Regions from separate parts of the Danio rerio genome. Here region 2 is linked to region 1. The links are chromatin contacts, called in public Hi-C maps. All regions are on one chromosome and are shown on one strand. Each heading gives the region's core, a stretch centred on a gene start, on an enhancer-like site or on the middle of the called end of the contact. The rest is flanking DNA. Distances are from core to core; before and after follow the strand shown.

Region 1 (4,752 bases), core at 1,558-4,057:
TTAAAGTGATATATCGTAGAATAACTAAATATTGCAATGTCAGTTTTTTCTAATACCATGCTGCCCCTAGTTTTAAGTCTGGGTGGGCCTGAAATGCTTCAGGCACATTTGTGCGTATCAGAGGAATTTCAGGCATCATAAGAGGCGCATCGTCTCCCGCCGAGCTGCACAGATAAAACTGGCCAAATCTCTGGATGAGCAAGAGATAAACCTCTGGAAAAAAAAAAATCACCACAATAGAGAGCAGAAAATACAGTCTGCTTAACACTGCAAATCCCCCTTAATTAAAACATTATGATTATTACACTGGCTTTTTGCTCTACATATTTAATGAGATTAAGCGCTGCCTTCAGACAATTTGGCAATGATATCATTTCACAGGCTTTTTTTCTCTACAGCTGCAGACTGTGAAAACTGAATTAAATGGCATTCCTGAAATGAAATGCACAGAATACTGTTCTGGGATCAGCAGAGGTGTGAAAACACACTTGTTTTCGGTCAACAAGCTGCCTAATTAAAGTGCATAAAAAAAGGAACTATGTAATGTGAATTGTGAAATTGAATTCAAATTGAATTCAGTAAAAAAAGAAAAAAAGAATAAATAAATCACTCAAATGTTCTAGTATTCAATATTATTTAGTATTTTCTGGGGTTAACATATAATAGTATATTATTCCAAAAATATTCTTCTTAAAAGTTAGTATAAGTTGATTTTGTAAAACAACAAAAAAGAACAGTAAAATAGAGTATAAAATAAATGTAAAAACAAAACAAGTAATATTTAATATAAGATATTTATTAATATGATATAATACTAAATTATTATAATAATAATATTAATTTAACTACAAATCTATCTATCTATCTATCTATCTATCTATCTATCTATCTATCTATCTATCTATCTATCTATCTATCTATCTATATATATATATATACACACATACACACACACACACACACACACACACATATATGTCACCTACATTTATTTATCAATTATTCATATGTTAATTAATCATATTACATAAATATATGATTAATTAGTGAATAAATGTAAGTAATAAAAAATATAGACATTAAAACACTAATAAAATTGACAATAAATATGAATGATATAAATTACATATAACTTAATTATATTAAAATACCACTGATCTTACTGATCATTATTATTTCATTAATTCATTCATTTTATAATTAATGAACTGATTGAAAATTGAAATATTATATATAATATATAACAATATTATATTTAATTATAACATTATATCATTCATTCAACAGGGGTTGCCTCAGCGGAAAAAAACACCAACTTATCCAGCATATGTTTTACTGTACACAGTGCATGCCTTTCCAGCTGCAACCCAGTACTGGAAAACATCCACCTTCATTGATTCACACACATGCACTACGGCCAATTTAGTTTATTCAATTCACCTACAGTGCATGTCTTTGAACTGTGGGGGAAACCGGAGCACCAGGAGGACATCCACACGAACATGAGGGTTTCTTTTTGTGTCATTCGATTGTTATTACACAACTCATTTTCAGATTTTTTGTTTTTTTTTAACTTTTATTTTTATATTTGTATTGTTTGTTTTTTTTACCAAAATCTTGTTCAATCCCATGTCAACAGCTTCTTAAAGAATATTATTCCCAGAAATAAACATGATGTGTTCGATACTTATTTTCCACAGAAATGCCAACTGTTCGCCCCCTAATTAATCATATATTAATTAAAGATATTAAACAAGTGTATGATTAATTAGTAAAGAAAGGTAAGAAATAAAAATATAGACATTAAAACAAAATACAAATTATACACATTATATAATTCATTTATTCATTTTCTTTTCAGCTTAGTCCCTTTATTAACTCGGGGTCGCCACAGCGGAATAAACCGCCAACTTATCCAGCGTGTTTTACGCAGTGGATGCCCTTCCAGCCACAACCCATCTCTGGGAAACATTCATACACACTCATTCACACTCCTACACAGACAATTTAGCCTACCCAATTCACCTGTACTGCATGAATTTGGACTGTGGGGGAAACCGGAGCACCCAAAGGAAACCCACGCGAACGCATGGAGAACATGCAAACTCCACACAGAAACACCAACTGACCCAGCCGAGGCTCGAACCAGCGACCTTCTTGCTGTGAGGTGACAGCACTACCTACTGCGCCACTGCATCGTCACATTATATAATATAGAACTCAATTATATTCAAATAGCACTGATCTTACTGCTCATTTATATTTCATGAATTAATTCATTTTATAATTAATGCACAGATTTGGCATAAAAACCTAATAAAAATTACAACATGCACATAAAAATCCACACTTTCTATGCTAAAACATAAACTGAAGTAAATAAACAAGGAAAACAGCAGACTTAAGAAACAATAATAATAACCAATAAACAAGCAGACTTAAAAATAATAACACTGGCGTCAATATTCCAGATTTAAAAGTAAAATAATGAGTAACCCTGATGGCATTTAATCATTTAAAAAAAATAACAAATCTCTAAAAGTTAAATTATCTATATCTACGCCTTTATATTCCTCTAAATTTCATAACTGATTGATGCTTTTAGTTTGTTTACTTAATTAAATCGCTTTAAAGATGTAAAAATTAAAACTGTATTTGGAGTTTTAATAGCTGAAAAAGTAAATATTGTAAATTGATAAGCTTAAGAGTGAGTTTTCCAACAGATGTGGTCCTGCTGTGAATGGAATATGAGTATTGATTTCGATGCTCATATGTGTATTGATTAGTTATTCAGGCAAGCGTTGATCCAAGACGCCACCTGCAGTTACACCAATGAACTGCATACGCCACATTACTGTGCACTGTACATTCCTTATATTATACATAACTTCATTTCCTAGATTTTGCTAGAACAGAGAGCTCAAATGGAAGCAGCACGATGGTGCAGTGGGTAGCACAATCCCCTCTCAGCAAGAAGGTTGCTGGTTCAAGCCTTAATTGGCTGGGTCAGTTGGCATTTCTGTGTGAAGTTTGCATGTTCTCTCAGTGTTTCCTCCGGGTGCTCACGAGTCTAAAGACATGTGGTAAAGGTGAATTGGGTAAGCTAATTTGTATGTATTGTGTGTGTGTGTGTGTGTGTGTGTGTGTGTGTGTGTGTGTGTGTGTGTGTGAATGAGTGTTTCCCAGTGATGAGTTGCAGCTGGAAAGGCATCTGCTGCGTAAAACATGTGCTAGATATGTTGGCGGTTCATTCCTCTGTGGCGACCCCAGATTAATGAAGGGACTAAGCCGAAAAGAAAATGATTGAATGAATTTAAATGTGTTACATAAAACAGTTTAATTAATTTAATCTTATTATTGTTCCATTTCATCTTATTATTGCTCCATTAACTTAGTGAGTGATCGAGTTATTTTGCGAATTGACAAATTATTATTATTAACTTGTTTTTAACTCATGACTAACTCAGTATTCTTATAGAAAAGATTACATTTTAATTTAGTACATCTAAGATAAGTGCGCAAAAACCTTAGAATGAAGTCTATGTAAATAAAATTCAGAATCAAATGAAAGTTCAAAACAGCAAGATAAAAGCATAAAGCTCTATTAATATGCAAATAAAGTCCAACAGGGCTTCAGACTCTGAGATGTGTTTATAGATACACTGTTCGCCAGCAGAGGGCAGCAAAAAAATGCGGGAAACTCCTCAATCTACTGTCCTCCTAAGGAATTAAAGATGTGAAGAGTCATTTATTGAATTTTTTTTTAAACTGTGTTATGTGGCTAAATGTTACTGTTGTTGATTATTTTCATTATTATTATTATTATTATTATTATTATTATTATTATTATTATTATTGTTGTTGTTATTTGTATTACTGTTGTTGATTATTTTTATTATTATTATTATTATTATTATTATTATTATTATTATTATTATTGTTGTTGTTGTTGTTGTTATTTGTATTACTGTTGTTGATTATTTTCATTATTATTATTGTGGTTGTTATTATTATATAATTAACAAGGTGAGGTTCTGCATTTATTTTATTCAAAGTGAATGTGTAAACATATTCTATAATCACTTACAACAAATTAATAAATGGCTTTACTTAGATATATTTATACTTGTATAATAATACTTACATTAATAAAAAATAAAGAGAATCTGAGAAGGGTAAAATTACAAAAAAAAATACAGTTTTTAATCGACAGATAGACAACATTACTATTCAATATTTTAATGAAAATAATGATATTAAACAAATCTATCCACCTTTTATGAATTTTTTACTTTTTTTTCAAATTTTTCCCAAACTATGTTTAAGAGAGCATTATGTTTTCATATAAACACATTTTAAATATAATAGTTTTAATAACTATTGTTTAATACATTATTTCTTTTGTCTTTGCCAAGATGATAGTGCATTATATTTCAGCAGTTATTTAGCAAAATGCTATTATTCAGCCTAAAGTGTCATTTAAAGGCTTAATTAATGTGGTTGGGCTAATTACTAAAAAGTTGGGTTAATTAGGTTGATGGACAACGTGGTTTATTCTATAGCAAACCATATCAATATAAAATATAAAAAAATTACGTTATTCCAGACAAACTAATATAAATAAGATTTCTTGAGAAAAATATAGGACATACTGTAAAAATCTACCTGCTTTGTTAAACATCCCTTTTGAACAAAAAAACTTAACATTTCCCTGGAGGACTAATAATAAACAAACAAATAATTTTTTTTATC
Region 2 (4,752 bases), core at 1,598-4,097, 140 kb before region 1:
CAAAAGTTGTTGGAAGAGAGATCAATGTCCCATAATGCAATTCAAAAGCATAAATAAATAGGAAAAAATAAAACAATGAAGCACAAAATACAAAAAAATGCTTATTTATGGATGCTCTTTTTATGGTGTAGCTAAAGCATAAAGTGCAATTCTCTTCCAGTACATCTTTTTTTCATGACCAGTTTGTCCTAATTCAATTCATACAAAGAATATTGCCATGGGCAGCAGATAGTCATCATTTTTTTTAATAAATAAAACACAGAAATTGAACTCATTTTCTGATCAAATGACAGATAGAGACATATTCTGATATAAAGTAAAGTGGCTGGACTTGAATGAGTCTGCAAGTGCAGTGTTCAGCTAAAGTAATTCAGTTGTGTTTACCTTTGGCCTGAGCTGCTGCAGGTTTGGCTTTATCGCTGAACACCAGACTGCGGCGATTCCCTGCTGAACTGATGGACCCTCGAGGAGAGCTCTCACTGCCCGCAGTGGACATCCTCGAGGTCGGCCCAGGCAATCTGTGACAGAAAGGCGAACATAGTATTAATGGCAGTATCTTTGAAGAATAACTGTGTGCTTGATATCATGCTAAGGTGCTATTTATGTGTGCTGTGTTTTAGGTGCTGCTGCTGTACTGTATGTAGATGTTAGAGTGTTTTATTACCTATCCAGAGTGGTCGCTTAATGCCTTAAAATGGATAGTTCACGCAAAATTGGGAACATACTCAATATTTACTCATCCTCAAGTGGTTCCAAAGCTTGATGAGTTTCTTGAACACTAAAGAAGCTAAAGCTGTATCTATTGATTTCCATTGTGAAAAAACAAACACTATGGAAGTAAATGGTTAGAGCTTTCCAACATTCTTTAAAATACCTTCTTTGAGTTTTACAGAAGAAAGAAAATCTCAAAGCTTTGGAAGTACTTGATGGTGAGTAAATATTAAGTACTTCTACATTAAGTACTTTTAAAATGAAGAAAGACATTCATAAAGGTTTGAAACAAGTAAAGGGTGAGTAATTGATGATAGAATTTTCACTTTTTGGTGAACTGTCACTTTAAGATATATATATAACAGTTATGTCTGGTTTTTGAATCTGACTGGCTGGTAGCCGTGCAATAATTTTCCAGTAATAATTTTCCTCTTCACACTTAACCCTTGTGAATTACTCCGCCCACATACAGCAACAAGCAGAGGACACTCTACAGTTTGACAACATTTTTAAAGCTTTTTTAGTTGAGAATGTAGTTGTTTAGATTGCAACTATGCAGTTTATTTAGAAGATAGTGGTTATTTTAAAATATTTATAATTTCTGACAGACAGTGCGTCGACGGCCATTAGTCTGTTAGTCTGTCATACCGAGCAAAGACGGTTGACATTTTCCATCCACAAGATGGTGACAGAAACCGCATAATAAGCCCTTAGAAGAATAAAACAGCGTAATTTCATACTACAGCTGAACAACTACATTCTCGACTAAACAAGCCATTAGCTGCAATATTTGTCAAACTGTAGTGAGTTTATTGATCTGCTGTCACTCTATGTGGGAGGAGTAATACACAAAGGTGAAGAGGCTGTGTGTGTGTGTGTGTGTGTGTGTGTGTGTGTATATAAAACACTACCCTAAAATAAACAAACAATAAACTGATGAATTTTGTCAGATCATTTACACAACAACAATGTTTGCTGTATATGTTACGATATTTTGCTAACCTTCCCATCAAGTAATGAAATGAATGTTAAGCAAGCGACAAGCAATCATTCTACATAATGATTCTCCATACATTATGGGAATGTTACTTCAGAATGTTAACATTCTGAAATAGGAAATGTTTTTTTTTAATGTTAGCGGGGTGTTCAGCTAAGGGCTGCATTTACAGTATAGCAAATTACCAAACAGAAACATTTCCTTTTTAAAAGCATTTTCTTATTTTTAAAAACTTTCATATACCAATGTAAAAAAAAATCTGCAAAAACAACTATTTTTTTAGCAAATTATTTTATGGTACATTTCTCACTATAAAAAAAAACATTAACTATTATTTTAGCTAAAAAAACGAATTAGCTGCTTATTAATATTAAGGTAGTTGGGTTTAGGTATTAGGCAGTATTAGAGATGTAGAATAAGAACAATACTCCATAAGCACTAATCAACAGACAATATCTTAATAATAGGCAGATGATAAGCTAGTTAATAGTGAGAATTGGTACTTTAACTAAATTTCGATTTAATAATAAGAAACATACTGCTTAATAAATTGATAAAAGCTATGATATGCTATGATTACATTATGTTTCAATAAATACCGAGGAATCCACATACGTGATGGACATTTGTCATTATAATATGGCATTTCTCCATCGTTCCAATCTTTAAAGGTGATTGACAGACAGACTAATCTCCCTAAACAATCAGTCTAGGTAAATGCCACGTCAGTGTCATGTATAATACAGTAACATCTGTCATGACCTATGCTAATCACATTGCTGTCACACATTCCCTCAAGAAAATGTAAAATAGGTTACCCTGTTTATTTTTAGTTGTTTTTTTTCAACTAAAATACATCTCAGACCTGAGAAAGACTTATGTGCAGTTACACTTATCAAACAATAGGTGGCAACATTGCGCCGCGTGTCGCAAAATAAATAAATAAACAGCGGATTATTAGACTTGGCCAATTTTCAAAACGAGAATTTTAAATCAGGTGGCCGAGAGTATTTTTAGAGTAGTTATTTCAAGCCTATTACACAAGTGAGTGCAATGCATTTGCAGCAGGTGACCGAGGGCACGACCGCATCATTCATTCAAAGCAAAATTACAACCTCAAGCTTTCTGTCACACTCCATAGTTAATAATTAATCTGCTACTCCAACAGGCATCACACAGAGTGGGTTATTTTAAAGTTAGCACAGCTCACTGAGCAGACATCTCCGCTGGGACGTGTTTTTGGGTAACGTCTCCTGACAGAGTCCACCTATTCTGTCTAGACCAATATTTTCAAAGAAAGCTTCGCCAGAATGGGTCAGTTTGTGATTTATGAATTATACAGTTGTTTGTAATTCTTTATTAGATGCAAAAATGGTTATATATATTCATAAATAGCTGTGGCCACAGTTAAATAGCTATATTACATTTTAGAACACTTGTTCAAGTGCATAAAAATCACGTGTTTGATCAAAATGAATATTGTTTAATATAGTCACAGTTATTTATAAGACAGTAAAATAAGGTGTTTATGATGCAAGGATGAGTACTTTAGAATTCATAATAATGCATCATAATAAAATATACTTATACACTCACCGGCCACTTTATTAGGTACACCTGTCTAACAGCTCGCTAACACAAATAGAAGATTGGAAAAACGTAGCCTGGTCTGACGAGTCTCGATTTCTGCTGCGACATTCGGCTAGTAGGGTCAGAATTTGATGTCAACAATATGAAGCATGGATCCATCCCGCCTTGTATCAACTGTTCAGTCCACAGTCACCAGCTCTCAATCCAATAGAGCACCTTTGAGGTGTGGTGGAACGGGATATTCATATCATGGGTGTGCAGCCCACACACCTGCAGACACTGCTTGATGCTATCATGTCAATATGGACTAAAATCTCTGAGGAATATGTCCAGTACCTTCTTAAATCTATGCCACAAAGGATTACGGCAGTTCTGAAGGAAAAAGGGGATTCAACCCGGTAGTAGTAAGGTGTACCTAATAAAGTGGCCAGTGAGTGTATATGCATATAATAATTGAGTATTAATGCTGGTCAATGCTTGTAAATAAGACATTGTAAGGCAGTTGTAATATTTGTGTTAGTTTCACAGAAACATAGGTAGAGTTAGAGCATCATGCAGATATTGAGTGAGGAAGAGGAGGGTGATGACAAGCAGGTTGACTGTAGGGAGAAAATACACGAGAGAGAAAGCGCTACCTAGAAGACTTTTTCTGACCAATGGAAAACTTGAGTTTACTCTGAGAGCCATCCCTAGATCAGAAGAAGAAGCAAAACAAGAGAAGAGAGAGAGATAGAGATAAAGAGAATGAGAGAGAGCAGGACATACACTGACAGTGATGATGACTAACACAACAACACAAACTAAGACAATGAACACATAAATTCCCATTAAACTACAGAGAAAGTTTACAATGTTCAGTAGATGGATAAATAGATCCATAGAACAATGGATGGATGGATGGGATTGAATGAATTAGATGGATAGATAGATAGATAGATAGATAGATAGATAGATAGATAGATAGATAGATAGATAGATAGATAGATAGATAGATAGATAGATAGATAGATAGATAGATAGATAGATAGATAGATAGATAGATAGATAGATAGATAGATAGATAGATAGATAGATAGATAGATAGATAGATAGATAGAATGGATGAGATTGGATGGATGGATGTGTTTGAATGGATGGGATAGATTGATAGAATTAATAGATGGATGGATGGATGGATGGATGGATGGATGTGATAGGTGCATGGATAGATGAATTGAATTAAATACATGGGATTGATGGATGGATAAGATCGAATAAATGAATGAATGAATGGATGCATGGACGGATAAATGGGATGGATGGATGAGATAGATGGATGGGATTGGATAGATGCATGGATGAATCAAATTAGGTGGACGGATGGAAATAATGGATGAACGAATGAGAATGATGCATGGATGGATGGATGGGATTGTATGGATGGATGGATGGATGGATGGATGGATGAGATTAGG

Evidence for each region. A called contact is a pair of places that touch in the nucleus more often than the background predicts.
Region 2: a Hi-C map of an unstated tissue shows a contact between it and region 1, with 12 times the contacts expected there. The contact joins two enhancer-like sites. A contact is called at or near these places in 4 of 18 Hi-C or Micro-C datasets (caudal fin, embryo, hematopoietic stem cells and 1 more).

The regions. Positions count from the first base shown.
Region 1 is chr7:16,755,411-16,760,162 of GRCz12tu, reverse strand. The region is part of intron 2 of nav2a (neuron navigator 2a); the gene reads right to left. Among named protein-coding and RNA genes, the nearest start is that of nav2a, 140 kb to the right of the region's middle. Within about 2 kb of position 2,807, at least 7 of the 62 cell types and tissues checked have an H3K27ac peak or open chromatin away from gene starts, as enhancers often do.
Region 2 is chr7:16,894,441-16,899,192 of GRCz12tu, reverse strand. nav2a (neuron navigator 2a) reads right to left here. Exons shown (of 37, transcript XM_073908180.1): 7 at 385-518. Among named protein-coding and RNA genes, the nearest start is that of dbx1a, 120 kb to the left of the region's middle. Within about 2 kb of position 2,847, at least 3 of the 62 cell types and tissues checked have an H3K27ac peak or open chromatin away from gene starts, as enhancers often do.